Regions from separate parts of the Mus musculus genome. Here region 2 is linked to region 1. A link is a contact called in public Micro-C data. All regions are on one chromosome and are shown on one strand. The core of a region is the stretch at or near the end of the contact, and the rest is flanking DNA. Distances in the headings are between cores, read along the strand shown.

Evidence for each region. Hi-C and Micro-C count contacts between places; a contact is called where the count stands out from the background.
Region 2: a contact with region 1 is called in a Micro-C map of embryonic stem cells, with 1.9 times the contacts expected there. The contact joins the enhancer-like site here to the promoter of Tbc1d7 in region 1. A contact is called at or near these places in 1 of 15 datasets of contacts at CTCF or cohesin (CD8 T cells), 33 of 484 Hi-C or Micro-C datasets (B cells, the C2C12 cell line, CD8 T cells and 11 more), 11 of 115 datasets of contacts at active chromatin or transcription factors (CD8 T cells, the HPC-7 cell line, effector CD8 T cells and 4 more) and 2 of 9 other capture datasets (adipose tissue and liver).

Annotation. Positions count from the first base shown.
Region 1 is chr13:43,168,790-43,174,190 of GRCm38.p6, forward strand. Tbc1d7 (TBC1 domain family, member 7) reads right to left here and starts at 2,712. Exons shown (of 8, transcript NM_001252639.1): 1 at 2,520-2,712; 2 at 1,013-1,158; 3 at 1-65. The coding sequence starts at 1,124. It overlaps Gm40929 (a long non-coding RNA gene), which reads left to right and starts at 3,033. Exons shown (of 4, transcript XR_873309.3): 1 at 3,033-3,053; 2 at 4,795-4,902.
Region 2 is chr13:43,212,384-43,217,784 of GRCm38.p6, forward strand. All of the region lies in intron 1 of Gfod1 (glucose-fructose oxidoreductase domain containing 1), which reads right to left. Among named protein-coding and RNA genes, the nearest start is that of Gm40929, 43 kb to the left of the region's middle. Within about 2 kb of position 2,833, at least 92 of the 459 cell types and tissues checked have an H3K27ac peak or open chromatin away from gene starts, as enhancers often do. A contact at or near this core is called in CD8 T cells, centroblasts, effector CD8 T cells and 4 more, where this site is marked.

The DNA.
Region 1 (5,401 bases), core at 1,462-3,961:
TACCAACGCGCGATACATGGATGGGAGAGGGAACCTCTGGCTAAATGTGCAAAGCTTCTCGATGTCTAGAGGAAGGAAAAGAACAGTTAGAAATGTCCCGTGGGCTCACAGCACTGAACGTGCAATTTCACTTCTTAAAACCGCCTAGCTCACACGTGCCTGCAGGAGAATTCCACTGCATGATCAGCAGCCGACTTAGGAAAAGCCATAGTGGCCTCACTTCTAATCCACATCTCCTACCAACCAAGCTATCTCTGCAGCACTGTTGCAGCATAGAGATGGATTTTTCATCTACTACTACATCCCCTCTACCATGGGCATTACTTACAGAATTGGGTGGGGACACCGTGCGGCTCAGTGGTAGAGCATGCCTTAGCATGGGCTAGACCCTGGGTTCTATTCCCAGCTCTTCCAACAACAAGAAGCACTTAAGTTTGTTTTTATACTATGGTTCTGTTTTACTGTAAAAAAAAAAAGGACTTTATTATTGTTAGCTTAAGACAAATCGAATATAAATCTGTACTGAAGGATTATCTTCCACAAAAGAAAATCATAACCAGGGGTCTTGCACAGTTTACCTAGAAACCACGGTGCTATGTCTAGAAATTGAGATGAAATATATAAGCTTAATAAAAAAATAGAATCAATTTATTTTTAAATGAATTGAAGGTGCCTTATTATTTATCCCCTGGCTGCCCTAGAACTCTTCATTAAGACCAGGGTGCCCTTGGAGTCAAAGATCCCCCTGCCTCTGCTTCCACACTGCCAGGATAAATGTTTTCCACCACCACACTAAGCAATGTCTGCTTTTTACGAAGCTTTATAACAACCTTCTGCCTCTCAATGAATCTGAAAAATCTTCAATTTTCCTTAAACTACACCACTCTGATTACACACACACACACACACACACACACACACACACACCAAGTAATAAGTACTGCTTTGAGTCTTTTGCAGAAATATTTACCTGGTAACTTTGAACTAATGAACATATGCAGCTGAGACTCACCCAAACGGTCATCTTTCAGGAGGATTTCCAGTGATTTCTTTTCTTCGACACCACGAAACCCGACTTTCTCATAGTAGACTGATCGAAAGTTCCTCTGAGAGTCGTCAGTCATGTTTCATCCTTGGAGGGATTTTTTTTAGGTGAGCCTAAAACCAAAGAAAGAAGAATTGGGAAGGACATTAGGTGATTTTTCTCGGCCTTTTCAATAAGTCAAATATGATAAATTGCCTGGCCCTAAGCAAGGAGCATTAAATCTTTGGATCCACACAACCCTATCCCACCTTCCTAATGCAACTTGGCCAAAGATATAGATATGAAGATATAGGTCAGCTGCCCTCCAAGCTACTAAAATAGGTAGCACAGAGGGGGCCTCTAGGGTTCCTTCTTATAAGAACCCCTGGCACAATGAAATACCTTGTTCTCATGAATGAACAAAATACAAATGAACAAATAAGATGAATTAGAAAAGCTGGCAGGATATGTTATATAAATGGGGCTAACCAGTGGTGTGTACTAATTCTGCTTCCAGTTTTACAACTAAGGTCTCACTAAGTAGCCCAGGCTGGCCTCAAACTCTCTGCCTCCTAGGTGCGGGGGGTAAAAGGTGTGGACCACGGCTTCTGGTCCAAGATAGGTATGTTTTAAAATAAGAGGAGACATCCAAAATATTAACAAGTTATTCAGTTAGTAAAATTCTAGGTGACCTTAATTTCCTTTTTTGTTTGTTTGTTTGTTTTGGTTTGGTTTTTGTTTTGTTTTGCTTAGCTGTCCTCTCGAAAATAGGCATTTGGAGAAATTAGAAGGGGGTGGAGGGAAGCCCTAAGTCCTGCCCTTATTTTTCTTCCTATAAACACAATTCTACCAAGTTTTGTATTATCAAAATACAAAACTCCAACAGAGAAAAAGCATTAAAGTATAACCAGAAGACGGCTAAAAATCTGGCAAGAGCACTCAAATCATCTCAGAGAATACATAATTCTTTCAGAACAGTCTTTGTGATATTAATGGTAAACCAAAAGAAAAGATCAAACTAGGTTTAGTGACTAGGCACTAAAGATGCAAACATTCTTCCAAAGAATAAAGTCCTCAGCTACTAAAAGCCCCCGAGACGTCCCCAGATAACCAGGGGAGTTTGGACTTCTTGTTGGGAGTTAGATATCTGAACAGCTTCTGTTATGGGGAAGATTGCAATTCATTTTTGAAAAAAGCTATTTAGAATTTAGAATTGCCTTTAAAGAGTTCCACGGCCTCTTCATAGCTGTTAAAAAAAAAAAACCCAAAGATTAAAATGCAATCTGTAGTTTGAGGGCTCTTTTGGTTTTTGTATTTTTAAGCATTCGCTGCCCCTGTCGTCTATCGACAGCATTCCTGGGACTGCACTGTGATGGCACAGGAGTCGCCCTGAAAGATGCGCTGTCAAATCTTGCCCAGGTGACTCCACCTGCGGGAAAGGTGCCCACAACCCAGTGAAGCCCCAGGCCCCGCTCTCCCGGTATGCACGCTTCACCTCGAGTAGAGCAAACACACCCGGCTCAGACTCAGAGATCCGGGAGGCGGCGGAGAACCGGCCCGGCAACGCTGTGCTACCGGCAGGCAGACGGAACCATAAGCGTCAGGGCCGAGCGAGCGAGGGGAGCGATGCCATGAGACACCCGGCCCGGCCCTCTCCGCCTCTAACTCCCGCCGCCGGACGTGACGTCGCCCCGGATGCGCGTGCGCAGAGGACATCTGCTGGGAGTCCCACCCACACGTGGATGTTAACCGGGTGAAGCTGAAGCCCTGAGAGGTGGTAGCGGCCGAGTCTGTGCGCCCTTGAGTATCCACGTCTGTCCCTCTCACCTCGATCCCGAAACCCTGGTGATCGTCTCCCCTTCGTTCAGAGTGCTTGCTTAGGGCACTCTTCTGCCCCGTGGAAACCGGGATCCCTCAGGCGGTGTTTCTTCCACCTCGCCCGGTGGAAAATCGGAAACGAGCCTTTGCTAATCGATTGGGCTGCACTTCTTCTTCCAAACGTTCCAAGTGACCATGAGAAAGCAAATCAGTTAAGTCCTCAGCTATTAAAAACTGAGTGATGGGCAGGAGAGATAGCTCGACAATTAAGAGCACTTACGGCTTTTGTACAGAACCCGGGTTCAAATCCCAGCACTCACGTGGTGATTCACAACCATCAATAACTCCAGTTGCAGGAATTCCAAACTACCCCTTCTGATTTCTGCCAGTACGGGGCACGCGCATGGTGCTCATGCACGCAGACAAAACCTTTATACACAAATATTTAAAACTTAAAAACAAAAACTTATTGGTCCCCCAATGATCAAGGAGGGATAAGCAAAACCATTTGTTCATCGTTTACTGTGCAAAGGGGCAGTTGCTGCCATTTGCCTTTTGGCAGCTACTCAGACCTAGAATGCCAAGCGCGCAGTCAGTTAAGGCTGCTTGCTTGGGGAAGCTGCGAGCCGCTGGACAGAACTGGGGCATCCTGTGTGATTTGTCACGGAGAGCATGTTCTTTGTCCATCCCCAGGTGGCACTGAGTTGGAAGCAAGGACTGAATTAGGGAACTATTAGGAAGATATAGCTGTCTGGGACGGACTACTGATTCGTTTTTTGGATTGTTAGTGCCAATCTGGCTCACTCACATTGTAAGCCCTTCCTCCCGAGGTCTCTTCAAGTATTTTTATCACAGTAACAAGCCAAGGAGGTAACACGGCCGCAGTGAGGCGCTGTCCCCATGAGTGTTGGGAAATTACTGCAGAGAAAGCAGTACCTGGGCCGGAGAGTTAGGGATTTTTAAGGCTGTGAGTGAGTGCAGCTAGTGGTGAAGTCACATGCTGAGCTGGCTAATCTTACCTCAACCTGACACAAGCTAGAGTGACTGAAAGGAGGAAGCCTCAAATGAGAAGACACCTCCATGAGACCCAGCTTTTTCTTAATTAGTGATTGATGGAGGGTCCAGCCTATTGTGGTGGCCCCGGGTTCTGTAAGAAAGCAGGCTGAGCAAGTCATGGGGAGCAAGGCAGTAAGCAGCATCCCTCCATGGCCTCCGCACCAGCTCCTACCTCTGGGTTCCTACCCTATTTGAGTTCCTGTCCTGACTTCCTCCAGTGATGAACAGGTCTGTTGAAGTGTAAGCCTCATAAACCCTTTCCTCCCCAACTTGCTTTTTGGTCAGGCTGTTTCATCACCGCAATAGAAACCCTCAGATAGCATACAAAAGGGCCTGGGTCCACGCCAATTGCCACTTTTTAAAGTACTCACTAAATCATAATGGCAGGAAATGACAACCTGGACATGTGTGTATGAAATGGAAGTCATAGCATATTTGAGACTCCACTCCAGTCTGGGCATGTCATGGGGCACAAACAAAAGGAGAAAGTAAAACGGTTTGAGAATTGACTGTTAACATTCAGTTGTGGGAAGGCTGGGCTCTATGTGGTTGCATTTGCAAGCAGCACCCAGAAGCTGCTGCGGGTTGTATGTCCATGTCAAAGTGAAGGGCGGAGGTGTGAAGGTGCCTCGAAAATGAATTCTAGGATGCTTAATCAAATCTTAAGCAGAATGCACGTCAGGGATCCCCACCACAAACGTGGCATTTTACCAGCCCGGCAGCCCCAGGAACCCAGTACCCTGTAATTCTCAATAGAAACAGCAGAGGGCAGCAACAGCAGTGAGTTCAGATAGGCGGCACATTGTCCTGTAAAGGGGAAAACCAAACTGCCAAGGCAGGCTGGGGATTTTGTCTCCACCAACCCAGTAGGCCACAGGTCCGTCCTCACCTTGCAGGTAGAAGTTCCTGAACAAAGCATAAAAGGACCTCTGTTCACCAAGCAGAAAGGACACAGAATGTCCCCGAGAGGCTCATGTGTGTGGATGTTTACCCCACAGTTGGAGGTATGGTCTAGGGGAGGTTTCAGACCTGGAAAGGTGGAGCCTTTTGTGCAGAGGGGATTTTTGAGATTGGAGGTAGGGTAGAGATGGGTGTTTGATCTTCAACTGGAAACTGTAAGATACGGTTCGTGTTGATTAGCTGAAATACATTCTGAGGAATGATGCCTCAATAGACATTTTGAAGTTGGGAAAATATAGAGCATACTAAACAAAATAAGATAATTAAGATGTAACTGGGCCACATAATCTGTTTTTCTAAGCACCTTAACTCTGTAGACCAGGCTGGCCTCAAACTTGTGGTCTTTCTATCTCAGCCTTCCTCCAAGTGCCAGGATTATGAGCATGCGCCACCACACATATAATCTTACGGAACCATTGTCCTGTGTGCTCTCCTCGTGGACCTAGCAGGTAGTGCAAGGCTGTACTTACTGCTGATGACCCAGTTCAGTGGTATTTAAAGAATGGGCCGTGAACCAGTCTGTGGGGCAAGGATGGCCTTTTA
Region 2 (5,401 bases), core at 1,583-4,082, 44 kb after region 1:
AGGTCAATAACAGATGCAAATAAAAACTGCATGAGTCAGCTCGAACTGCAGGAATCCAAAACAAGTCATTGGCTGAGTACTAAGTGTATGACAAAGCAGTGGCGGGAGGAGGGGACAGGTCTGGAAATCCAAAGAGGTCCCAGGCTCGCCTTGGTGCAGAAGCAGTAACCGGAGGCCCACAAGCTCCCTAAGAGGGTAAAGAGGGTGAAGTGAGCCACAGCCAAGATTTGACACGTGGCACCCATGCCAAGTTCACTTTCTGCCGTGCATAGCCCAGGCAGAGAGACTTTGAAAGCATCACTGCCTGTCTGGAGCAGCCACTGAGGGGGCTAGGCTAGACAAATGTAGGGCAAAGGTGGCCCATTAGCTGCTTCTAGTAAATAAAGCAGGCTTGGTTAGCTACGAGAGGCTGCTGATTAAAAACTCTCTGGCTACATTACAAAACTCAGTTTGGCTGGTTGCTGCTCATAGTTTCATTTGTGTTGAGAGGGGAGAGGGTGTTTCATATAACTCAGGCTGACCTTGAACTCCCGGTGTAGGATCCTCCTGACTCTGCCTCCCAAGTGCTGGGATTATACCCACAAACTGTTTTGATACTGTTCTGGAATTGGAGATTAATCTCAGGGCTTCCTGCATGCTAACAGGCTACTCTACAGACTGGGCTGCATCTCCAGCCTGCGGCTCATGTTTGGATAGGTGTGTGCTTCCATCCTCCTGGTAATAATTATATCCTATCAATAGAGCTCAGCACCTTAAAAACTGAAGATGGGGAGTGAATATTGAGAGGGTATTTACAAAACACTTGACTCTGGACTCAAAATCCCTCAGCAGCCCTGAAGCTAGCTAATGTCTCCTTCTCCTGTAGCCCTTTCTCTTAAAGGGACAGCACTTAGTTTTCCACCTGAGGTGAAGGTTTGGCAAGCCTAATCATTCAGAGTTGAGGCACTGTTCACTGGAGAAGAGAGATGGATAGCACTGCCCCCCTCACTGGCTAGAGAGATGCCTGGTTGGTTGTTTTCTTTGCAAAAATTTGCAAGCAAGGCAGACTGCTTTTAGTGTGGCATAAGACGTCCCTAAAAGCTGATGGGCCTGGGCTTACATGGCCACTGCGACTTCCTTCAGAGCTAGAACAGCCCGTGGTCCTCACAATGGTGTCAGGTGGGGAGGACCCTACCTGCAGATGTGGAAGTAGGGGAGGGATACACTTTTAAAACTGTATGTGTGTGCGTGCATGCATACATGCATGCATGCCATAGCACACATAGGAAAGTCAGAGGACACTTTCGGGGACTGGTTCTATCCTTCTACCAGGTAGGTTCTAGATATGGAACTTAGCTCCTCAAACTTGGTGTCAGCCATCTTGCTGGCTCTAGAATGTCATTGGTTTGTTTGTTTGTTTGTTTGTTTTGAGACAGCCCCCCCTTTTTTTTTTTTACATAGTCCTGGCTGTCTTGGAACTCACTATGTAGACTAAGCTGGCCTAGAACTCCAAAGATCTCCCTGCTTCTGCCTCTGGAGTGCTGGGAGTAAAGGCACACCCCACCATGCCTCGCCTGACATTTTAATACTTTTCCATCCCTATGATACCGTGAGCCCCTTAAAAAGAAGCAGGGATAGAGAAAGTGAATGGCCCCATCCCTGGGAACAGAGTCCCAACAGGGCTGTAGTAGTCTCTCTCCTGCTCTAGTCCTGCCTCCATGGAAGGACTCACTGGTATGAGGCTCTGCAGAGACACAGTCCTGGGAAAAGGCAGCCTGGGGATGCTGGAAAGCCAGTCTCTCATTGGACTTGCCAAGGGCTTAGGCAAAGCCTGTGGGAACATGGCTCCTGTCTTAGACCAACGATATTCCCAAAGATGTGCTGGATACAGACAGTTAGGTGAAGAAGCACTGGCTTGGTTCACTCTGATCCACAGTTGGGGAGGTGGGAAGGGTACCCTCCACTCACCTTCCTCTCACTAACCCCTCCTACCCCCATATTTCCTGATCACACCATTGAGAGACTGACCTGGACTTCCTCGGCTTGTGTGGGTTCACCAATTCTTTGATCTTTGAAAAATGACAAAATCACCAAACAATGCAATTATAGGAACTTATCCCCACCTGAGTGTCACAGGACTGTATTATAACATTTGGAGAGAAATGTAATATTCGATGTGTACTGGACTCCATGACAGTGACTGGCGTGAGAAGGCCACTGCTCCAGCACTGGCTAAACACCCAGCCATAGCAAAACATTCCCTAGAAGGGAGGTCGCTTTATACTGGCCAATACCAGTTAACCTCTACCATCATGCCCGAGTTTCACAGAGGCTCTAAGGTACTTCCTGGTAATTTATAATAAAAGGCAGAACTTGGCTCTGAGGAGACCTTAGAGATGAGTGTAGTTCCAGTGAGATGTAAAAAAAAGAAGAAAAACAATGGCTATCTACCTCTTAGGACCCCTGAGGTGGGAGTCTGATGGGGTTAATACCTTCCTGACCCCCACAATAAATAGTTTCCTGAACTCTCTGGTGCAAAGTAAAATAGTCAACCATGTTTTGTGCAGGTTTATGTACAAAAGAAGATGGAGAGTTTTGTTATAAATCATCTTAAACTCCTCTAGAATTTGTAAACTTCTTGGTCCACGTAGTTGAAGTTTGAATCTATCATTTTATAACTCCATGTTATTTCTCCCAGTCTCAAAAGGCAGACCCCCAGCTCCAGGAAGAAGGATCTCCTAGGATATGGAGGTCAGATTTGCTTAGAGGCAGCAGAGTTCAAATTCCATCCCTGGGGTATCTCAGGGCTGGAAGTCTCCGATAGGAACTGTGGTATTGGTCCGCCTTCTGCACCTGCTGACCAACCAGAAACTGCTACAGATAACCTGGTTGCTTAGCAACTGCTGCAACCCAATGCCCGGGGAGAGCCGAGAAGGTGAGTGTGTTGGATGCAAGGTTGACGGTCTAATGTCAGGCACGTGTTAATCTCAAGATAACACAGGCAAGAGAAATTCTACACAGGCACCTGCTCCCGTGTGCTCTCACCTTAACGAAAGGTAAAGAAGACCAGCAAGCTAACAGTGCCACTGGAAACTGCTTTGCCCCTCCCAGCAACTCCCGCCCCTCCCCCTGCTGCCGCCCTCTCCCCACCCCCCTTCAGTACATCCTCCAGGACTAGCCTTCACAGCTGGAAAGTGGTGGTGGCAGGCAACTTCCTTAAAGTCCACCGTATCTTCCTTCAACCCCTTGCAGCTGGGGTTAGGAAGTTAAGAACCTGAGGTCTACAGAAGACTCTTACCCCCCCCACCCTCCCCCCACCCCCGCACTTGAGCTTAGAGAAGAATTGTTCTGCTTCCCCACCCCACCCCCACACCGGTGGTTTTGTGAGAACTGCCCACATCATCCAACTAGTTCACTGAATAGCTGTGTGCTTGTTGCGTGAAGGCTAAACCCCACAAGTATTAAACACGGGACTGTAGGCGAGGTGTGCTGTCGGCAAAACAAAGCGAGACAAAGGTAACCCAATGCCCCTCCCACTCCACCCCCACTTCTAGAACCTAAATCCTAAAGAACAATGCGGATCAGGAGTTGAAGGTCATCCTCAGCTACAAGGGGAGTCCAAGGCCAGCCTGGGCTACATGAAACTGAGTCTCAGCCTCTCCCACCAAAATACAGCAAACAAAATCTTAAAGAACACAGGTCAAACACAGAAGCACTACCAGAGAAGAATAAAAGCAAACCATCTATAACTGCACCGCCATGCTTGCTCCTCCCTCGCTAGCAGCTTTCTGTTTCCATAACAAAGAGCTGAGGGGAGTGACTTATAAAGAGAAAGGTTTGCGTTGACTCTGTCTTGAAGGTTTCAGCTCACAATCAACTGCTCCCCTTCTCTGAGCCAGTGTGGCACATGGCAGCAGGAACAGGAGAGGTCAAGCTGCCAACCTCACAGCTGGGAACCAAAAGCATCAGGAAGGGGAAGGGTCTGGGGTCTATCCCACTATCCCCCTGAAGAATACACATCCCAGTGACTGGGCTCCATCCCATAAAGCCAAACCATACACACTGTCCAGCTCCGGGTACTGTGTTGTAGCAACGCAAAATGGACCAAGATAAGGCCTACGCTTTCAGAAGGAATTACCAAAATGGAATAAACAGGAAAAGGACATATCCATCAGGATGACAGGCATGGCCTTCAGCACAGTCCTCAACCAGGAAGCACTGGGTCTGCAGTGGAGAGCCAATAACCCCCTGATTAATTGTTACAGCCCTGCCGTAGAGACAAACGGAGGCAACGTTAAGGGCAGAAAGGCCCTCACTTTAGCAATCAGACCCTGACTACATGGAACCTGATCTCCATGACATATGATGTCTTATACAACTTTTGAACCTAATTCCTAAAGACTCACGGTCCTTACCCCAACTGACCAATCTTAGTAGACAACGGGACTGCAAAATTAAGTAGTTGACCAGGTAGTGAGATTCGAGCTTATCTATCCAGATATGGACCCTGCAGAATTGGCCCATGAGACATGATGAAATATTGTCTTTAACTGTGACAAAATTAGTCCTGTTCTTTCCCAGAGTCAGTCGATCATCCTCCCACCTCATCCCCCGTACCCCTACCGTCACCCCACCCCTACACCCCCACCCCTCCCACCACCCCATCTCTCTCAGACCATCTTCTATAGCTCTGTCTCCCTAAGCAGATAAATTTTCTCCAATTATCTCATTTTTCCCTTTCTGTAACATAACAAGAGATTGGTGGATCAGTCTGACATTCAGGTATTAGAGAAGCCGCTCTTGGCTCTGGGAAGGCAGATGAAGAAGCAAGCGGCTTCCGTTTCTGGTTTCCTCCTCAGTGACAAGCGTGGATAGTAGCATCCTGATTCACAAAGATAACTTAACCTAAGGCTGGTGACAAATGCCAGCCCCCTTTCCCTTGAGCTAAGGAGTTTGGAGTGCCGGGGTTGGAGACCTCGTGAACCTCCTTCGCCTTCCTTCCCACCAAAGAAACTTCCTCCACTTAAATGTCCTGTCCAAGTACAAACCGAAGGGAGGAGGAAATGGCTGTAGCTGCTATCCATTGAGCACTGTCTGCCAACCACTGCACCAAACGTTGCTTCTCTGATTGTCTCTGCGGTTAGGTTACTACCTCCATTTTTTATGGAGGAAAAAACTGAGTTCAGAGGTCATGCATTCCGCCTGTGTCACCTCACAGACCCAATACCAGCAGCCAGGTCAGAATCGGAACTTGGGCCTGAGCAATGGGGTGGAGGAGGGTAATTACATAGCAGCATCACCCTCAGGGATGGGGACCTGTTCCCAGGAGATGGTGCCAAAGATTGGGAGCAAAAGATACCTCACAGACAGGAGGGCTGGCACACTGAGAGACTTCACGAGCTACCTCAGAGTCCAAAGCCTT